2 separate regions of the Mus musculus genome follow, and region 1 is linked to region 2. The links are chromatin contacts, called in public Micro-C maps. All regions are on one chromosome and are shown on one strand. Each heading gives the region's core, a stretch centred on a gene start, on an enhancer-like site or on the middle of the called end of the contact. The rest is flanking DNA. Distances are from core to core; before and after follow the strand shown. Region 1 overlaps 9530026P05Rik (RIKEN cDNA 9530026P05 gene). Region 2 holds the start of Adamts9 (a disintegrin-like and metallopeptidase (reprolysin type) with thrombospondin type 1 motif, 9).

Region 1 (3,992 bases), core at 1,324-3,823, 83 kb after region 2:
TTCCCCTGGATTTCTGTGAAGACCATTCCCATTCCCTCTGTGGCTTTCGTTGGCCATGTGGCTTTGTATAAGGCATCGTCTTTGTTCTGAAATGGCCACGTAAAACCACCGTCTAACTTCAAGCACTAACAAAAGCTTAAATGGATCCAAATTCCACACCTCGCCTAGAAGAGGCATTTGAGAAATGGTCATCATTCTGTTTAAAGTGACCAACTGATGGTTTGATTTCTTCCCTTCACTGTGATTTCTTCAGATGACAGTTAGTATGATGCTTAGTTTATAGGGAACGGACTGGGTTCTACTGTTCTGTTCAGATGAAACGACTCAGGTTATATGCAGACCTCTTAAATGGTTGGGGAGCCATTGTCAAAAACAACAGACAACTCATGAAATGACCCAAATCAGTAAAAACCTGGAAGCCTACAAGAGTTGCATGTTGATTTCTATTTTCAACCTAGAATTTGTAGATATATTTTTAAAATTCCAACTGAAAAGACTCCCAAAACATTATAGGGTATTGTTATCCTTGGTTGCCTCCAAAGACTGAAGAATTTCCTATTGCTAAAGACACCACTGGCTTCAGGCATAGGACTCTAAGGAATAGAGCTGCATCTGATCCAGAGCCTCCTCTCATCTTTGTCACTTATGGACTACACCAGTGACTTGCATAGCATGATAACTCTAAGGGTGCAATAGTGGCCCATATATATTGGTGCTAACCAGCAGCTCTCTAATTGGACTTAAGGCTGCTGAACAAGAGGGAAACTGTAGCTGGGACTAAAAGGCCTGCCAAATACATGAGGCTAGTGAAGCCATGGACCATTCTTTAAAATGGCAACTATATTAAAGATGTAGGGCCCCCAGTGGAGGAGCTAGTGAAAGTACCCAAGGAGCTAAAGGGGTCTGAAACCCTATAGGTGGAACAACAATATGAACTAACCAGTACCCCCGGAGCTCGTGTCTCTGGCTGCATATGTAGCAGAAGATGGCCTAGTCTGCCATCATTGGGAAGAGAGGCCCCTTGGTCTTGCAAACTTTATATACCTCAGTACAGGGAAACACCAGGGCTAAGAAGTGGGAGTGGGTGGGAAGGGGAGCAGGGTGGGGGGAGGGTATGGGGGACTTTTGGGATAGCATTTGAAATGTAAATGAAAAAAATACCTAATAAAAAAGGAAAATATACAATGCCATTCATAACACCCCCCAAAACATGTATAAATGAATGTTCATTTCTTCAAGTCCAAATTTAGGCAGATTTTGCTATTCACACTTGAAAGTGCTGATTCCCCCTGCAGGGTGAAGGGTGGTTAGAAACTGAGATGGAGGAAGGCATTTTTAAAGTCTCTGTCATCACATTTGCTCCCAAATAAATTGAGTTCAGTGAATAAATTAGGTCTAAGTACAGCATGAAAAATTCCCCACATCAATTAATTAATCATGGATTCAATGTCTGAGGTGAAAGCAATTGGATAGAAATCTGCAGTTTAGTAGGTGGAAACACAGCTTTAAAAGGCTTCTCCCTGGAGAGGCCCTGGGTGCCTTTCCCTCAACAAATAGGATTCTGTTTTAAATTCAACATTTCTTTGTGTCATCAGGTTCTTTGTAAATTCCCCATGAGAATAAATTGGCAGTCTGTGTCTTATTTTCTCTGGTTGCCCATCATTCTCAAAAGACTGTGTGTGTCACTGGGTGATTGCACGCTTACCCCTGCGCAAGCATTTCCCTTTCTGTTAAGCTTCCTGACCACTCCATCCACCTTTCAGCAGAGAGTATACTTCTTTTTATTCTAGTCCTATTCTGCACCTATTTACCCTGCACAAAAGGTAGGCAAAGGATGCCTTTGAATTGAACCAAATTCTTACACATTCCCTGCTATGAAAGCCCAGCTTTGGCAGTGCTGGGGTTAAATGAAAATCAATGGGAAGAGAGAGACATTAGCAGTACCATTCCACGTGTGGATGGTCTGGGAGATAAACCTCCCACTACTTGCAAGTATTTGAACTTCTCTGAGTAGAAAGCCCAATTAGAATTCTCCACACTAGTATTATTTGGTCACAGATCCCTTTATTTCCTTTAATGTCACATTCCTCTTGGAGTGTTTCATGCCATAAAACACATGGTCCAGGAGCCTGTGGTGAATTGAATATCCTCCAGTCTCCCTTTGCTCTGACTTGTCCTCTCCTCTCCAGTTGTTTTGTGGTCACACGTCTCTAGCATGAACTGAAGCATCCCTCAGTTATGAAACACTTCTATCCCACAGGCTGTAGGGGAAGACATTTGCCACTGGTCCAAACAGAGAGAGATCCCCTCGTCTGTGCACACTCAGAACAGTCCAGCAGCTGCTCTGGGGTGATTCCCATCACCAATATTTTAAAAACAGTCAGTATTTAAAATGGTACAAACCCTTTCCTAGGGAGCCTGAAGTTGCAAAAGACCTCACATGGCCCCTTCTGGATGTTTCTAGTTCTTCACTCCCATTCGTTGTGGGTCAAGAAATGCTATTCCTTTTCAAAAGCTGGCCTGGGAAATCACTTGGCTAGGATCCCGATGGCCTGATGCTGCATACTTGGCTGGCTTGGACTTCCTGCTCTGCTGATGATACCATGCAGCAGGAGCAGAAAATGAGGCTGGGCAATTCAGTCACCCTGGTCTTGGGCAATTTTCATAATTCATTAAGAATGTAAAATAATATTGCTTCACATCTATCTTCTTCCCCACATCCCCATTTATTCATCTGTCCACATATGGATTAGTGCTTAAGTACACTGGAGCCGGCTGGCACACTGCAGTTGGGTTTGCAGCCGTGGAGCCGCACAGTGAGCAGCTTATTCATAGCAACACGGATCATCAGACTCTAGTTCACTGACCTTGTATTATATTCCACAAGTAATCACCCCGCAAATTTCATAACCAGTTTTATGAAACCTTACTGTGTATTGTCTGTGCATGAAGGACTTGGGTTCAGAAACCATCATGGAGAAGTTAGATAATGTCTAACAAATGTCTAGAGAAAAGGAAGGTCTCTAGTAAATGAGGACCATTCGTATGGGTATCGTGGAGGCACATTCTCTCTCCATTATAGGGAGTTATAAATGCATAGTTAATGTTTTGATTTAATTGGTGAAATTAAAAAAAACATTTAAAATTGCACACTTGGGACAAGCAAATTTTAACGACTCTTGCCAAGGAGCTATATGTGAAAATTGGATGCTTTATTAACTATTAATGGAGAAAGTGGAGAAGTTGGTCTTCTATCATAGAGATAGAAATTTCAAAAAGTCTGAGAGTTGGGGTGATGTGTGTAGGTTTATCAAAAGGCATGTGGATTGCCAAAGGCTAGAAAACTCTGCATCTACTCTTAATGAATGAGCTTGGTAATGGTGCAATTTTTGCTGCTTTAAAGATACATTGGCCCAGCAAAAGCTCCAGATTGGACTCTTACTCCAGTTTCTTTTATGTAGATCATATTCACTAAACAATGACTTGGTGTTTTTGTTGTTGTTTAAATTTTCCTCATATGAGATTCTGTTTCAATAAAGCTGGGCTCTGCCCAGAATATGGACACTCTGTGATGCCCATGGGAAACTAGAATATCTATGATCCTACAAGCACTGCAATACCAAACACAAATTTAAAAAGAGTCACGTACACTGAATCAGAATATAATGCTTCTCTTTTCTTCCCCTGCTTGGCTATCAAGGAATCTGTATCCAAAACTTATGACTAAATATAGAAAATTAGAGCTACCTGCAAGGTGGGAGGGCATTGGGAACTACTTATGACAATTGATACATTTATGAGTGAACATTTTGTCTCAAATGGGACATAGCCCAGGATATAAACAGAAACTATGGCTCAATAGCCACATTTTGTCTTTTTTTTTTCTACGCTACATGCTGTACACCAATCAAGTGGGCCTTGTCAATAGGCTGGATTGACTAAGAAAGCAATTTGTTCCTTTTGCCTATTATCTTTTTGACTGGATGGTATCA
Region 2 (3,627 bases), core at 1,092-3,591:
CCTCCCAACCTTCTTAGAGAAACATGAGCTATACATTTCTATTCCTATATTTTGAAACAGCCACAGGTTCTAGAATAGGGTTCTTTTTAAGGCTACCTCTCCAGGCTCTCTCCCATTACTCTAGCGCCTCCAGTCACCACGCCAGCAGGGTGCAGAGTCGGACTGCAGTGCACCACCCCTCCCCCGCCGCCACCTTCCAACCCTAAACACCGCCTTAGAGACAGGCTCCGCCTTCACTCTCGGCTCTCAGAGTATTTGGCCCACCCTTCCTTTCCCCGGACAGGATCCGCTTCCCTGTCAATCTGGTTCAGTTTCAAAATTCCTTGCACGTGATAAAAGGCTCCGAGAGGAAAGAACGCGGGGACACTGTAGTATAGCCGCGTCCACAACATGAGATATCCCAGCACTCCAGTAGGGGTGTCCAGGGATTGTCAGTTTACAACCCTGACTCAGGACGCGCCAATGAGGAGTTGAGTCCGCCCTGCGCTCAGCTGCACAGCCCCAGAGCGGCCAAGTTTGCTACAAGAAACCACAACCCAGCAACTTTCTCTGAGTTTGTAAACCGACATGCAACCTACTCTGCAGAGTTGGGCTGCTTACAGCAAACCCAATCCATCCGATCTAAGACAGCTCCAAATGATACACGACCCTCTGGGGGACAGATGTGTACACTCTTCTCTTCTCGAGTGTAAGAGCACACACTATGCTGGTGGACCCCCAATTCCCGAGAACTAAGCCAGGGTTGATATTTAACGCCAGAGCATAGACTCGGTAGGTTCAGACTAGGGTGCAATTAAGTCTTAAAAAAGCAGACGAGGAGGCGGGGAGGAGGGAAGGGGCACGCGCCCACTTACCATTCCGGAGCACAGGCTGATGACCGCAGTGTGCTCGGACTTGGTATTGACATGGCCTTTGTAGAAACAGTGCCTAAGTTCCATTTCCTCCTCGGAATACAGCTTGGTCTGGTTTACCCCTGGCTCTCCAAGGAGGGTGACAGTGAACAGTGGAGCGATAAATCCGGTATGGGCGGTGAGATTAAATAGAAACTGCTGGCCGAAGGCTGAGAGGCGGTAGTGCTCCTGGGAAGAGGTAGAGGAAGACGAAGAGGAGGCGAAGGCAGGCCAGGGGTCAGAGGCAGAGTTAATGCTTCGCCGCCTTCTTTTGAAGTGCACGTTCGTGGGAAAGGGTTCCCCGAGGGGGTTCACTCGGATGGGAGACGCGATCTCATATTCGCTCAGACTCTCTAATAATTTCACTGCAGGGAGAAACAGAGGCAAGTGAGCTAATCAGTCATTTCCCCCGAAAGCTTTAATTTAAAAAGAAGATGGGGGGCTTTGTCCTAATTTATTTCGCAGCCACTTCGAGTCAATTCCTTCACGCTCCACCACTGGATAAATATTTGTTGAGCGCCTACTGTAATAGTAACAGCCGAGAACTAGGTGAGGGGCCGAGACTACAGCATTTGAAGTCAGACAATGAACAAATATAAAAACATAAAATAATTACAGATTCTGATAAATATCCTAAATAAAATAAAATGTGTGCTATCTGGTGATCCAAGCTATTAATTAGGACTGGTTTGGGTCAAGGGATAAGGAGGGTAAAAAAAGTCAGGTAAAAAGGACTGGGGGTGGGGGTGGCCCTAAAATTCTTGCAGTGCTTCCTTCCCTAATAGTTGACTAAGGATGACCCAGAGAAGGGAGAGGTTCCGAAAGGAGAGGTAATTCTTTCTAGGAAAAGGAGAGAGGCCTCTACTGCGGGGTGCCCGCCCCAGAGCGTGTTCAAGAAGGTGGCGATGGAGTGTGTGGGGGCGTGGGGGGGGGGCTTCAGGGTTCAGAGCCATGTTACCTTGCCTCGGGTGCAGCCTGTCCTTGCGCACGGCCGCCGCGGAGTCAGGGCTCCTCATCTCAACCAGGTCCGGCACCAGGAGCGTTAGCAGTGTGGCCCAGGATACTAACTGCATGGTGCTCCTCACCCCTCCCCCCGCTTCTCCCACCCCCTCCCTCCTGCCGGCTTTGGTGGCTGGCGGCGACGCGAGGCAGCAGCCTTGGAGAGCGCGCGGAACCCCGGCGCCCTGCCGCCAACTTTTTGACTTTAGGAGTCGCTGAGGTCCTGCAGAGAGGGTCCCGTCTGCGCTCCGCTGAGCAACGCTGCCGCCTGCCGTGAGCTGAGGCGCTCGGGCCGCAGGAGGAGGAGAAGGAGGCGGAGGACTAGGGCTCGGCGGCTCGGCCGCATAATGTCCAGCCTGCGGGCAGGAGAAGGCGCGGAACGTGCGCTCCGAGGCGCGCCGGGCGCCCTTTGCTGGCTGAGTTAGCCGAGCCGCTTCTTGAATGGGGGGCCAGGGGGCGGGGGCCCCCGCGGGCGCTCAAATACCCTAGGTGCACGCCTCCAGGAGGAGGAGAGGGGAGGAGAAAACGGGGCAGGCGGCCCGCCTCCTTGTAGATCCTGTCCCCTCCTCGGCCGCGGGTGCCAGGACTCACCGCTTTAGGCCCCTCCAGCTGCCGGAGGCGGAGGCCAGAGGCGCCGGCAGTGCCGGAGCAATCGGTGGCCGTCCGCGTCACCTCCCCGAGGTGGGGTTAGCAGAGATTCCCTGAGAAGGAGGGAGAGCAGAGAAAGTTCTCTCTCTCTGAGGTGGCGCTCAGCCACCCACTCCGATTCCCCTTTCCTACTTTGGTCTCCGGTTTGGAATCTCTCTCTCGCCAGGTCTTGGTGTAGGTCTCTTTGGGCCCATGTCCCTTTTCTCTGATGGTCTCTTCCTTCTCCGCTTTCTACTGAGCCATCTCCACTTCTCCGTATCTGCCTGTCCTCTTCATTCTGCCCCCGTCTCTTTCCATCACCCAACTTGGCATTCCTTACAAGAGGAAAAAAAAAAAAAAAAGTAGCCTTGCGCCGTCCTAGTCCTACACTTGATCACTATGAACCAGATTTGTCACCTGAGCTCCACTCTACTTAATTGCCCCAAGTCAAGAGTTTTAAAGGCAGGGATCTATTTCAGTCCAGTAGTTCTAGTTGTGTTTCTGATCCGCAGTTCTCTGAAAGTTTCGCAACTGTTTAAACCCGGGTCTTCCCGGGACCTCTGTCCCTGTGGCGAGAGCTCTACAGGTTTCTGTAGCCCCCCCCCCCCCAAAAAAAGGTTAAGACGCTTACTGTGCGGTTAGAGAGGGTGGGGACTTGGAAGCCCCCAACTCTGCCCGACATTTGAGGGGAAGGGAGTAGGGAAGGACTGTGAGGCCATAGGTCCCGGGGAAGGCACTCGAACCTCCAGGGATTTCCAGTCACTTCCGCTTGCTCTCAGAATTAGAGAGGATGCAAGCAGGGAAGTGGCTCCAAGCAGATAGTTCAAGTTATCCATCATCTCCCTCGGGTTGAAGATAGACATTTGGAAGTCAGAACTCTAGAAAAGGAGAAAGGAACAGAGGGAGAAGGGGGAGGAAGTAAAGAGGGAAGATTGTTAAATCATGGATAGTTAAAAAAAGCACCTTTCTTCCTTAGCTCTCAGAGGAGAGGATGCGCCAATTCAAAGGGAAAGGAAAGGGCATTTTCAGTAACTGATATGACTAATAAAGTTATAATCGCCCAAGTTTCCTAGAACCGGAGTTCTCTGCTGCTTGGCCAGCCACTCAGAAC

What was found. A called contact is a pair of places that touch in the nucleus more often than the background predicts.
Region 1: a contact with region 2 is called in a Micro-C map of muscle stem cells, with 5 times the contacts expected there. The contact joins the enhancer-like site here to the promoter of Adamts9 in region 2. A contact is called at or near these places in 4 of 39 promoter capture datasets (the 3T3-L1 cell line, 3T3-L1-derived adipocytes and liver), 9 of 484 Hi-C or Micro-C datasets (the 3T3-L1 cell line, adipose-derived mesenchymal stem cells, embryonic fibroblasts and 4 more), 4 of 115 datasets of contacts at active chromatin or transcription factors (embryonic stem cells, extraembryonic endoderm stem cells and vascular smooth muscle cells) and 1 of 9 other capture datasets (adipose tissue).

Annotation. Positions count from the first base shown.
Region 1 is chr6:93,024,053-93,028,044 of GRCm38.p6, forward strand. The region is part of intron 1 of 9530026P05Rik (RIKEN cDNA 9530026P05 gene); the gene reads left to right. Among named protein-coding and RNA genes, the nearest start is that of Adamts9, 83 kb to the left of the region's middle. Within about 2 kb of position 2,574, at least 33 of the 459 cell types and tissues checked have an H3K27ac peak or open chromatin away from gene starts, as enhancers often do. A contact at or near this core is called in adipose tissue, adipose-derived mesenchymal stem cells and muscle stem cells, where this site is marked.
Region 2 is chr6:92,941,193-92,944,819 of GRCm38.p6, forward strand. It overlaps Adamts9 (a disintegrin-like and metallopeptidase (reprolysin type) with thrombospondin type 1 motif, 9), which reads right to left and starts at 2,342. Exons shown (of 40, transcript NM_175314.4): 1 at 1,849-2,342; 2 at 855-1,255. The coding sequence starts at 1,963. All of the region lies in intron 1 of 9530026P05Rik (RIKEN cDNA 9530026P05 gene), which reads left to right.